Regions from separate parts of the Gossypium hirsutum genome. Here region 1 is linked to region 2. A link is a contact called in public Hi-C data. All regions are on one chromosome and are shown on one strand. Each heading gives the region's core, a stretch centred on a gene start, on an enhancer-like site or on the middle of the called end of the contact. The rest is flanking DNA. Distances are from core to core; before and after follow the strand shown.

Evidence for each region. Hi-C and Micro-C count contacts between places; a contact is called where the count stands out from the background.
Region 1: a Hi-C map of leaf shows a contact between it and region 2, with 1.9 times the contacts expected there. The contact joins the promoter of LOC107900433 here to the promoter of LOC121224487 in region 2. A contact is called at or near these places in 3 of 34 Hi-C or Micro-C datasets (leaf, petal and seedling).

Annotation. Positions count from the first base shown.
Region 1 is chrD12:4,315,135-4,318,148 of Gossypium_hirsutum_v2.1, forward strand. LOC107900433 (auxin-responsive protein SAUR50) reads right to left here and starts at 1,453. Exons shown (of 1, transcript XM_016826031.2): 1 at 703-1,453. The coding sequence starts at 1,359. The coding sequence ends at 1,045.
Region 2 is chrD12:4,138,105-4,141,100 of Gossypium_hirsutum_v2.1, forward strand. LOC121224487 reads left to right here and starts at 1,440. Exons shown (of 1, transcript XM_041107897.1): 1 at 1,440-2,534. The coding sequence starts at 1,440. The coding sequence ends at 2,534.

The DNA of each region.
Region 1 (3,014 bases), core at 203-2,702, 180 kb after region 2:
GGTTAATGAAAATATCATAGAAGAATGCAACAGAACGTTGACTTAACCTTAGCAAACCCCATTCAATAGTTACCCAACTCACTAAGATATACACCAACTGTGAGATTGTTATAAGTTATACACTAATGTAGCAAATCTCCATCTAAGTCTCCTAGCTTCTTTCAAATCACATAATTGTGGTATTTGCCTTACATGTATCTGATTTTGAGATTTATTTAATAAGAGTAATCTCCTATGAATATTTATCAAATTTATGAATTAATATAGGATTAAGTAATTATTAATTAACTTAAAAGACTTTCACAAATTAGAGAATAAAAGTAGGGATTATTTTGATTTAATTTGAAAAAAATTATTTGTGATATGTAATATTTTGATTTTCTAAAATCAAATCCACAATATTATTATTTGATCAAGGTTCAAATTGTTTTTTTTTATATATATATATAAAATTATTTTTTTCAGTCCTAAAGCGAACCTTGTGATCCGTACTTGCTTAGGTACCCACATTCTCTGACAACACATGTTGCTGTCGAGTGTGGAAGCACATTCACACTCTCATGTTTTCTTTCCCTTGTATGTCCTTCACTTGATTAGACTAGGATTCAGATCGTACAAATGACATTGTTATTGATACTAATCCCATAATTTGCATGGGAACTAAACTGTGGGATGAAATAAAGAAAGGAGAGATGGAGGTTGTGAAGTTAAATAGGTTGATTTATATATCTTCTTGCTTTCCATAACATTCAACATCTCTCACACATGGGTTAAGATTAATCCACCATCTGTCTGTGAGGAAACAAACTTAATTTGTACAAATTCATCTAAACCCAGAAAAAGTTTATAATTCTTGGGCTAAGTTAGATTCACTACTAACTACTTAAACACGCACAAAAAAAAACCCAAGTTAATGGGTTCAAAATAGTAAAGCCTAATAAGAGGGGTGAAGAGAAGGACGTTAAAAAAAGAGAAGCTAGAAAGCTTCTTTTTGGCCATCATTCTCCAAGCCAAGCCCCATCGTTTGACGACATTAATCAATGTTTATCGAAGCATAGAAGTGAGAGAGCGAAAAACGACTTCTTCACAAGGGATGGTAAGGCCCATATCGTGGTTAAAACCAAACTCTTCTTCAGCTCGTTGAAGCAAGCATTGGAATTCAGGGTGAGTCAAGAAGGTGATAGGGACAATGTATCTGCTTCGGTTTTCGCCAACATAAACGGCGAAATGACCTTTGGGAACGTCAAGAGGGAGTCCATCTTCGCCGTACCCATGTTTCTTGCCTAAGCTTGAACATCTCTTCAGAATTTGCTTCAGAACAGCAGTTTGTGGCAGTTTGGACGACTTTCTCATAGCCATTGTTGCTGCGGCACTGCAAGCGAGAAATGGAGGGTTGAGAGGGGGGGAGGAGATAAAGCGGTATTTATTTAACAAGAGAGATCATGTGGAAGAGAAAGGAGGGGGGGGGGGGCCGAGGGATCATGTGCGACTGTGGGGGCAAAGCTAGCTACAGAAGGAAGTACCACGGGTGTTATCTATATATTTAGATTATAAAATACAAATAAGACACATAAATAAATTATAAAAAAAAATGTCTGCAAGCCTCTTCTTTTTCGCCCTGATTTGTAATCTTTCTAATTCCGTTTAATTATAGGGTAAATTACACCCAAAGTATCTAAACTATTAGTAAGTTTACGTTTTAGTCACTCAACTTCAAAAAGTTATAAAATAATCACTGAACAATTCAAAAGTTTTTATTTAAGTCATTGGGCTATTAATTTTTTTTAAAAAGTCTGGGTAGCGAGCTTTAAGCAGCAATTCGGCAATCAGTATAATGGATCAATACACATTAATGAGTGAAAGAACATACATTAAATCTAAGTTGATTACGATCAAAGTCAAAGATTGAAGAAGAAAGTTGTTTGAATTTTAGTTCACAAATTTGTAATGTTCAAAGTTGTTTCATGAAAATAAATTGAACTATAGAAGAAAAAGAGAATGAAAGCTTTCAATTGGTGAAAGCGGTGTGAACAGATAAGGCAATACGATAGCGATTTTAATTCTAATAACTTAAATAAAAAAATTTAAATAATTTAGTGATCATCTTATAAAATTTTAAAATTGAGTGATCAAAATATAAACTTATTTTTACCCATAATTATATTGTATCATCTTATGTGTGTCTCTCTCTACCTGAACTCACGGACCGATAATACGTGTACTATAGAGTACAACAGTTTTGTTGGTTTGGAATTTTGTGATTGTTTGGACTTGTGATTGCTGATTCTTAGTTTTAGAGACATTAAAAAATAAAATAAAATAACACTTGGTTGAGAGTCGCAGTAATATCCGGCTTTCAAATTGCAGAAACCCATGTGTTATTTACTGCTAGATTTGCAGGTTTTGACCGATGTTGCATTGTTTATTACATGGTCGGTGATGACTTAGTTGGTCATATCTTCATCAGGCATTAAGCCATAAAAACCCTTAGGTTTTGCTTAAAACCCAAAAGGAGCATGTTTCTAATGGCAATGAATTATCCAAGTGAAGCAAAGGATGAGAAACTGGGGTTTGGTTGGTGGATGCAACTGCTGCAGCTACATTTAATAAAAATGACAAGCTGCAGGTTGGGATGTGCAATGCAAATTAGGGCTGGGTTTGCATGTGGTCCTACTCCAATGTGTGCAAATACTTAATAGTTTTAGTTTTAGACGCAAAATGTTTACACTTGAATTGCGCATCACCATCTTCCTAAGGCTCAGATTTAATGTCTCATTCTACACTCTCTTCTCTTCTTGTTATTCTCAAGCCATAACCCATAAAACAGGCCACCAACCTCATATGTACTGCAAACCTATGGCCTAAACATAGTGAAAATTGCTTTACTTTGATTTTGACAGGCTGAAAAAAGGGAGAAATAACGCCATCTATGAAAAGAACTTTTGCATGTTCTGTGAATGAGATTGGATGCAAGAGAAATGTATGAAAAAATATAAAAAGGCCCATCATTGTTT
Region 2 (2,996 bases), core at 190-2,689:
AAATTCCACCATGCACTCAGAAAAAAAAAAGAGTATATCATTAGAAATTTTTGGTATTAGTATAATGTTAGAGATTATGGTATAACTTGGATATTATGTTTTTTTTTTTAAGAGTTTTCCAAGTTTTATTTCAGATTTTCTTTTTTATAAATTGTTTCTCCTACATTATTTGTATATATTGATAAGGTTGTTGATTGAGTTGAAATTACAATTTAAACTATTTTTTTATTTTAATTTTGTATGTATTACATATAGTCATTATTATTATTAATTTTAAATCATACTTTTTAAACGTATACTTGTGTTCTAAATACGGTACAATAAAATTTCTAGTATATAGCTATATAAAAAAAATTAAGTCGACTGAGCATATAGGGTTGAACATGTGTAAGCAAGTTTTATCTTGTGCATTTACAAGTGAAAGAGGTTTATGGATAGTTTAGACATTATATAAAAAAATTGAATGAAAAAAATAATATAATATTTTAAAATTTTTATTATAAATGTTTTCATTGTTAATAATGCTGAATTTCATACTCATGTGATACATAGGTTAATAATATGTTTGAATAATATTTAGAATTTGCATTGAATTTATTTTTTTTAGAAATCCAAATTTGTAGCAACTTTCCATCACATTACTCCTATTTTTCAACTCTCGTGCCCGCTTTAATTGAGCCCCATAAATACAATATTTTATGGTCAATTATATTTTTTTGGTTGGACAATCCTGAGTTTGTTTTTACATATATATATATATATATATAAAAGAACCCTAGGGTTTGATAAAGATGGAAATGTAGAGTTGATATAAAAAAGAATGCGATGCAGTACTATTTTGAAGAAAACAAAGAATGGGGAGATTTATGCTTAATGTAAACATGATGGGAAAAAAAATCATGTGGATTAGTTGAACCGGTTGGGACCAAGGGGTGAGAAGGACTCATGTTTAAAATTGAAATATAAATCAAATTATTCTATATAAATTTATACACCCAAACCAACATACAATTATCTTCTCATCGTATAATATATAATATGTAATTGCATTTTTTTGAAATAAGTAACTAATTTTAAAACGTGAATTAATGTTATGTTTAAAAATTATGTTATTTTAAAAATTTTAAAAGTATTTAAAAAATATTTGAAAATATATTTTTAAAATTCATTTTTGCTTGTTTTTCAATTACGTTTTTTTAAATATTTAACGCACAAATCATGTTGTAATTATTTTTATCATGCTTTTAAATTTCTAAAAGTATTCAATGAACAAATAATACAAAAAACCCTAGAAACCAAGAGTGCTATCCTTGGTATCCTAGCGATAACAGTGGCTGCTGCGGCTTGGGATAATAGAGAGTGGTGGTTACGAGGGGTTTGGGGGAGATGAGATCTCCCTATTAACGGAGGAGCTTATTCAACTTTCGGTCAAAAGTTCGATGGTGGAGCTAAGCGGAAATTTTTCTCTGATATGTTCTATATGGACAAAGAAATCTTACAACCAAGATAGCTTCAAAGCACAGATGAGGAGTATTTGGAAGACAAGGAAGAAATTCGTGATTCAAGTGGTTGGACAAAACCTTTTTTTGATTGAGTTTGAATTAGAAGAGGACTTAGAGACTATTACAGAAGGCCAGCCATGGTTATTTAGGAAACAATTAATTCTGTTTGATCGACTGAGTAAACCAACGATGAGAGATCAAATTCAACTTGTCTCATCTCCGTTTTGGATTAAAATTGGGCCGTGTCTACCAGAGTTTGATAAAAAAGATCTTATGCATGCTATAGGAGTCACTTATGGAGGGGTGATTAGATCTGAAATATTAGGTGAGTTTTGTCTACTTAGAGTGAAGTTAAATGTACAGAGTCCCCTTCGCAGGGGTGTTTTTGTTTCAATAGGGAATGTGAACAAATTCTGGATCCCTTTTAAGTATGAAAAGCTGCCGATTTTCTGCTTTGGGTGTGGTAGGTTGGGGCATGGTCTCCATGATTGCTTAGAAATTACTCCTGCGGAGAAAAACCAAATTGAAGAGGATCCACCTTTCTCTTTAGCATTAAAAGCAGAGTCAACGTTGGTTGGAAAGGAGAGTCTAAAGCTAAATGCTTTATCGAAAAAATTACAACCACAATGCTTGTATGTTGGAGGTACTACAAAGGAGCAGGAAGAATATTTGTACAGGGCGCAAAGTAGTGGTATGATGAGAGGACTCCAAGATGGTGCATGGTTGGCATCAATTGCTGCAGATTTAGAAATACGAAAGGAAGAAGGAATCAATGAAGGAGATACTGTAAATAGTAATGCCAATAATCTGAATTCAGCCAGGAAAGCTAGTTGGAGAAGAATGAAATTAATGGGAATGATGAAAAATCATGAGGCAGATAGTATATTGCAAAAAAAGAAATTGGCAGAGTTAATACAAGATGAATACGGGACAAAAGAGACTCAGGAAGAGAATCCAAAAAGGGCGAGACATGGTGGACAGGATCTAATCACGGAGAATGAAACTAATTTGCAAATGGAATTTTTCAACTAGACATGATCGGCGGCTGCCAATGGGCAAGCCGACCGGGCACAATGAAAATCATATGCTGGAATGTCCGTGGATTGGGGAGTCCACGGGCAGTACGAAAGCTTCGATTTTTACTGAAGTAAAATAATCCTCAACTAGTCTTCTTAATGGAGACTAAAGTAAGTGAAAAGCGTATGGAAGCAATTAGAAGAAGGTGTGGATTCACGAATGGGCTTGAAGTAGGAGCTGTTGGTACGTGGGGTGGGATTTGCTTAGCATGGCGAGAGGAGGCTCAGATTAATCTTAAATCCATGTCAACAAGTCATATCGATGTGCTGGTCAAAGAAGAAGGTGTTCATGAAGATTGGTGATTCACAGGGTTTTATGGCTCACCATATTCACAAAACAAAAATGCCTAATGGGGTTTATTAAAGATCTTGGGACGGGAGCGAGAGTATCCTTGGTTAGTGAGTGGGGATTTTAATG